Linked DNA regions of Mus musculus: region 2 is linked to region 1. Evidence: chromatin contacts called from public ChIA-PET data. All regions are on one chromosome and are shown on one strand. Each heading gives the region's core, a stretch centred on a gene start, on an enhancer-like site or on the middle of the called end of the contact. The rest is flanking DNA. Distances are from core to core; before and after follow the strand shown.

The links. ChIA-PET counts read pairs in DNA pulled down with a chosen protein or histone mark.
Region 2: an RNA polymerase II ChIA-PET map of memory CD8 T cells shows a contact between it and region 1, with 12 read pairs. The contact joins two enhancer-like sites. A contact is called at or near these places in 2 of 115 datasets of contacts at active chromatin or transcription factors (CD8 T cells and memory CD8 T cells).

Annotation. Positions count from the first base shown.
Region 1 is chr9:94,689,835-94,692,933 of GRCm38.p6, forward strand. All of the region lies in intron 2 of Slc9a9 (solute carrier family 9 (sodium/hydrogen exchanger), member 9), which reads left to right. Among named protein-coding and RNA genes, the nearest start is that of Slc9a9, 21 kb to the left of the region's middle. Within about 2 kb of position 1,642, at least 182 of the 459 cell types and tissues checked have an H3K27ac peak or open chromatin away from gene starts, as enhancers often do. A contact at or near this core is called in CD8 T cells and memory CD8 T cells, where this site is marked.
Region 2 is chr9:95,315,508-95,318,606 of GRCm38.p6, forward strand. No RefSeq gene overlaps it. Among named protein-coding and RNA genes, the nearest start is that of Gm32018, 6.5 kb to the left of the region's middle. Within about 2 kb of position 1,439, at least 32 of the 459 cell types and tissues checked have an H3K27ac peak or open chromatin away from gene starts, as enhancers often do. A contact at or near this core is called in CD8 T cells and memory CD8 T cells, where this site is marked.

The sequences.
Region 1 (3,099 bases), core at 392-2,891:
TATTATACAATGGGCCAGACTCTGGTGCTGGTGGGAAGAAGCTACATCAGGACTTAGCCCTTGATCCTGAGTCCTGACCACTAATACCACACACTGGCCAGGCTCTCCAAAGGGCTCATAAACAAGGGGCTGAGGCCCAACGAATTTTAGCTTCTCAGGCAGCAGGAGGTGGGAGGTTCTGGGAAGAGTTCAGGAGAAGTCCCACAGAGTCGGGCACTGAAGCCATCACAGAGCTCCTCTGGATCGCCTTCCTTCTTGGCGTGTGCTGAGTGAGTATTCAGCCTTGGTTTGTACACATTAGGACTTGATAGTCAGTTTTACTCGTAGAAGAATTGAGTTGAAGCCTAGATGGAATGCCAAGGATTTGGGGAGTCTGGAAGGAATTCCCATGTAGTGCCACCACCTCTTAGAAGGTTTTCAAAAAGCAGGTGCATTTCTGGGGTGGTTAGACCTTGGTGGTACTTGGAAACAGAGCACAGCTCTGTCCCTTCATGAACTCCTTCCAATAGGAAAGGATAAAGCTGGAAAATAGAGAACTATGGCATTTAGAGCAGCAGCAGTATACTGTGTGCTTCTTCTGAAGGTAGACTTCAGGAAGTACCATATGCTAAGCCCGTTCTCTTCATGCTCAACACAGGTAAAAATGTAGGATAGAAAAGAGTTATCTGCCAAGTGAAACCAGTGCTACCTATGCCATGAGAAAGGCGCACTCAAAGCAGCTGGCTGCTGCTGTCCTGTCCTGCACTGTAATGTTTGATTCTCAACACCATTTGCTAAAGTTCTTCTGTGGATCCAAAGTATCTTTAATTTTAACCTTTGGGGCCAATATTATTATGTTATGTTATATTATATTATATTATATTATATTATATTATATTATATTATGGCTTCACAAATGTGAATTTGTTCCAGATATTTAGGACTAAACAAACATTCTTCACTTTCATATAAATAGGAAGTTTAAATTTTTTCTTTTGAAGAGGAAATGGAAATTTGAAAAGTAAAAACAAATAAACAACCAGTAAAAACAACAAACAAACAACCTAAACATCAGGGGTGGGGACGTAGTTTGGTGATGAAGAGCTTGCCCATCATGTGAAAGCCCCAGATCTGACCCAAGCAACCAGCAACAACCCTTGTCTATTGCTAATGTTTCTTTCATTTATTCTCTGTCTTCAATGGACTGAGTCTCCACAATTACACTTCTGAAATAGACATAATTTCTAGGAGGGTACTTACTAGTAAGCCGGAGGAAAATAGTACCAGAATAACACCGTAATGCTAAAGTGCAGGTGCCAAAGGTTTGTATAGACCCCCAGGCACTCAGAAGTGCTGCTGTCCTGTGGTGGCAGGGCTGTCAGGGAGGCTTACAAGGAAGCATCCTGATGGACTCTAGATGCAACTGTGGGAGAGGATGGGGTGAGGGTGGGAAGACATCCCAGTCAGAGGGAGGGGCATGGTATACAAGTGAGAAAAGCAATAAATATCCCAGGAAACGAAGCATCTTCTATTTTTTGGATGTATGGAAGACCAGAAAACTGAGGGCAGATTCGACTATGGGAGCCACTGAACACCAGGTTGGCCTGTTCACGCTAGTCAGCAGAGAAGGGGGATGTTAACAAAGGCAAAGGCTTAGTTTGGCTGCAGCAGGCAGGAAATAAAGCAAAAGCAGAGACAGCACTTGGGTGGAAACCCAGGGGCAGGTGGAGAGGAAGGACAGGTGGGGGTCGGAAGGAGGGGAGGAGCTACTTGGTATTCCCCTGTGAGTTCATAGGAAAGGGGATGGGAAAAATGGAGAAGGAGTTGGATTATAGGGAAAACTCACAGTTTTAACACATCTCATCATGAATATGTTCATGTGTGTTCTAGCACGTTATATATTTACACTGCTGAGCTGCAAGGGCGGGTAGTGCATTGAACTGGGATGTCGGGTGGATCGAGTCCCATTTCAAAAGTTGTCAGCACTGTTAAATTTATCACTTCTACCCCCCATAAATCAGATGACTGCAGTGAACCGACAAAGGAAGCTCCTCCGTGAAAATTCTGCTAAGTCTCCACTTCCTGTTTGAAAAGTGACACTGTCAGTTGCTTAAGGGAAGTGGTTTGGGGTTCTGTATACTGCTGAGTAAAAAATGTGCTATTGTTTCAAAAAAAGGGAATCTGATCCCCTCCCAGTAGGTCACAGAGCTACTATGTGACTAAGACTTGTAAGAATGTTAAAAACAAACAAGCAAACAAGACTTACAGACACAGCTAACTATATGCCTTTAATTGGGCTCTTCCCTTTAAGGGAATCAGTTAATTAAGTCTGCTTTTCTCACTGTCCATATTTCCCTTTTGATTCTTACATGTTTATCTATCTTTGAGCCTTCCAGGCTTTTACCGTGTGACATTCTTGCACAGAGGCCAGGGCCAGAGCTCTTCTGGCAATAGGAACAGTTTGATCAGGCAAAGTCAGGAGATAAATATGTGCAGTTAACAGTGGGGCACTCTTGGGAAGGATACAGGAAGGCTGGGGGGACGATCTCCTCCTGTAAAGCTTTTCTAGACACGCTGGGAGGGAGAGCCCCAGGGTGATTAATCGCCATAAGGGCTTGGAGACGCTTTGGCAGGCTACTCACGGTGTAGTAGGTTTTATCCATCCTTCACATTCTACAGAAACAAGCTGCGGTGATTCCTGTCTCTCTATCTTGACCAGTCTTGGCATAAGAGGACCCCAGTGCAGCTCAAGCTTGCAGAGAGGACCCTGAGGCTGCCTGGACACTAAGGGGCTTTCATTTAACCCTTAGTTAAGAGAACACTTGTTATAAAGAAGGAAGTTTACTTACAAAATTTATAACTTGTAAATTGTAATAAAGAAGCAGTCCCACTGGGTTGGTCTGAGGTGAGGGCAGCAGATGGTATCACTTCACAGTGGCACAACGTTCAGGAAAAGATGGTCACATCTCAAACAGGAGCAGAGGGGTGGTGGGCATTCATTTGACCAGGCTTTCCTCTTCCCGTAACAGACATTTCTAAAGAACTTGAGGGGGTTGCATGAGCAGCACCCCAGAACCTAGAATCCACTGTTCCACTTTCCACAGGATCCACATTCTGTGG
Region 2 (3,099 bases), core at 189-2,688, 630 kb after region 1:
GTGTGTGTTTGTGTGTCTGTGTGTCTATGTGTATCTGTGTCTGTGTGTATGTGTGTCACTGTGTGAGAGAGAGAGAGATAATATCCAACTCAAATTCTGAGCCAGTTTTAAGGCAATGGGCTTTCCAGTCACAGCAGATGACCTCAGGCATCTGTGTCCCAGGGCTGTGCCACATAGGAGTGGAGTTTAAGCAGTACGACATGGAAAGCTGCATTTTCTAGAGGCCATAGTTGGAAAGTCAAAAGCAGCCAGGTGGAGTGGTGCACACCTTTAATCCCCACACCCAGGAGGCAGAGGCAGGAGGATCTCTGTGAGTTTGTGGCCAGCCTGGTCTACAGAGCAAGTTTTAGGTCAGTAAAGTGAAACCCTGTCTTACAAAATGACAAAAGAAAGTTTAAAAAAATCAATAGAAGACAAATTCTAACAATATAGTTTGTTTAGCCCAATATGTTCTAGAAATTCTCATTTCTACACTCAGCCATCTTTAAGTAACCATTGTGTGTCTCTGTTTTCCAAGCCAAACATCCAGAATTCGGGGAGCACCGGCAGCCAAACCCATCATGGCCTGAACCAACCTCACTTCAAGTGTTTAAAACACACATGTGCCAGACATGGTCTACCAGAAAAGGTTTGTGCCAGAAGCTCCCAAGGAAAGCATCAAGTTTTAAAACCAGCATTGTCTACGAGAGACTCATGATAGTCAAAAATAGAGGTGACATCCATTAGTAGCTGAATTCTCACTCAGTAAGAATCTAAAAGGTAGCCAGGCATGGTGGCAAATGTCTTTAATACCAGCATTCAGGAGGGAGAGGTAGGCAGATCTCTGTGAGTTGGGGGCCAGGCCAACCCAATCTACAAAGTAAGTTTCAAGACATCCAGGGCTATTACACAGAGAAACCCTATGGAAGTTAGCAGGGAGAGGGGGTAGGGAAGGATGAGATCAAACAGCAATGCTACAGATTCCAGATTCCAGGCCAGGTATGAGCACTGTGAACCTTGGAACTCTTTTGAATATATACATAGCTGTTTCCCTGAAAAGCACGGACCCCAAGAAGACTATAAGGTCAAAAATCAATGTCTTTGGTGTTTGCATCCACTCTTTTCCTCCTCTCCCACCCTCACTGCTTAAGCTCAGACATTCCTTTCTTTAATTACCTCTAGATGGTAGAGCAGTGTGTGGACTGACTGTCTATGCCCCGCCCTATTCATAAGAGCCCCAGGTGGTGGCATTAGGACTGGTCCTCCAGGAGATGAGGAAGCCAAGAGCAGCAGAGCTTGGAGTGAAATCCTTGCTCCTCTCAAAAAAACCACCGAGGCGCTCTTGCTTCTACCACATGACGACAAAGCAAGAAATTATCGGGTGCCTCTCTGAAGAGATCCGCAGCAGAACCCACCTACACCAGTACCCTGATGTCACACATCCTGTCTCCAGAATGCGTTTCTGTGGGTTGTATCCACAGGGGGTATGGCATTTGATTATAGAGCAGCAGTAAGAAGTCTAGACAGGAAGTGTGTGTTGATAGCACTCACTGTATCACGGGAATCCTAGATCTCCTAAAACGGGCATCTAAAATGAGGCATTTCCTGATCACTGGGATGCACTGTGTTCCCCTAACCCTCAATAGCCCTGTGATGAATCATCATTTTATTGCCATAGACAGACACCAACAACAAACCAGATTCAGAGAGGGTAAGCAAGCTGCTCTAGGTCAAACAATATATAAATGGCATGCTCAACATTTTAAGCCCACGTCTGCCCAATTCTGAGCCCCAATCTTGATAATCAAAAGAAGAAGATAAACAAATGGATTATAGCTAACGTCCCAGAAGGGAACTACCTACATATTCCTCATCTTAGTAAACCCAGAGAGTCAAGTTCAAATCTTAACTCTGCAGCTTGGAGAACTCTGATTTGCTCTGACATATTTGTTCAGACAAACAAAGTAAAATAAAGATGAGAATGTTTTCATCACGAATGGATAAGGTAAGATGATTGACTTTAAAAAGTACCTGCTGCTCCCATACATTGTGCTGCTCTCCATTTCTGACACTGGGGGATAGCTATAAGTTAGATGAACATCCAGCTCTCAGGAATACTGACAGTAAACAAGGAAAACTAACAAGGCCACCCCCAGGGATTGGTCAATGTCAAAAACTAGTGAAGACCTGGTATGGTAGAGCACATGTTTAATCCCAGCACTCAGAAGGCAGAGACAGGAGAATTTCTGTAAGTCTGAGGCCCTCAAGAGCTACATAGTGAGACCCTGTATCAAAAACCAATAAGTAAGAACAATAATTAAAGGAGACAGGGCGTGCAAACTGCTCGACCCTAGGCTTAGCACAAAGAGGGGATCGCTGTGAGACATAACATGGGCTTTGTTAACAAATGTCATTGGCTGGAAGCCAATATCCATTTCTTAATTCTCCTTGGAGACTGGGAAATCTACATCAAGGCACTGGCAGATTTTGTTCTGGTGAAAGTCCTCTTGCTGGTTGGAAGGTGGCCATCTCTGTGCTGTCCCCTCTCCAAAGAGGGCTCTGGGAGCTTCTTTTATAAGGATGCTAATTCTGCACACAAAGGCTCCACCCTCATAGCCTGATCACCTCCCCAAACCTCCATCTCCTTCTGCATCGCACGGAAGTTAGGATTTCAACATATGAAATTGGTAAACTCAAACATTCAGACTAAAGCCTTCTGCTCCTGACCCCCCAAAATCCATGTCTTTCTTCACTGTAAAGTGCATTCATCCCACCTTAACAGTTCCAAGAGCCTTAATTTATTCCAGCATCAACTCTAAACTCTAAAGGCCAAAGACTCTCGTCTAAATGGCATCTAAATTAGATGTGGATGAGACCCAAGGTGTGATTCATGCAAAAGCAAAACTCTCTCCAGCTGTGAGCCTGTAACACACTTCCTGAACTCAATAACAGGATAAGCAGAGGCTCGACATTTTCATTCCAAAAGGGGAAATTCAACAGAGAAAAGGGTATCACCCCCATATAAGTCCAAAACCTAGCAGATGTAACAGCAGTAGACCCTGGGGCTCCATAATCTTGCTTGGTTCCATGGCTCACCCCCTAGACCTATCAGATGATGGC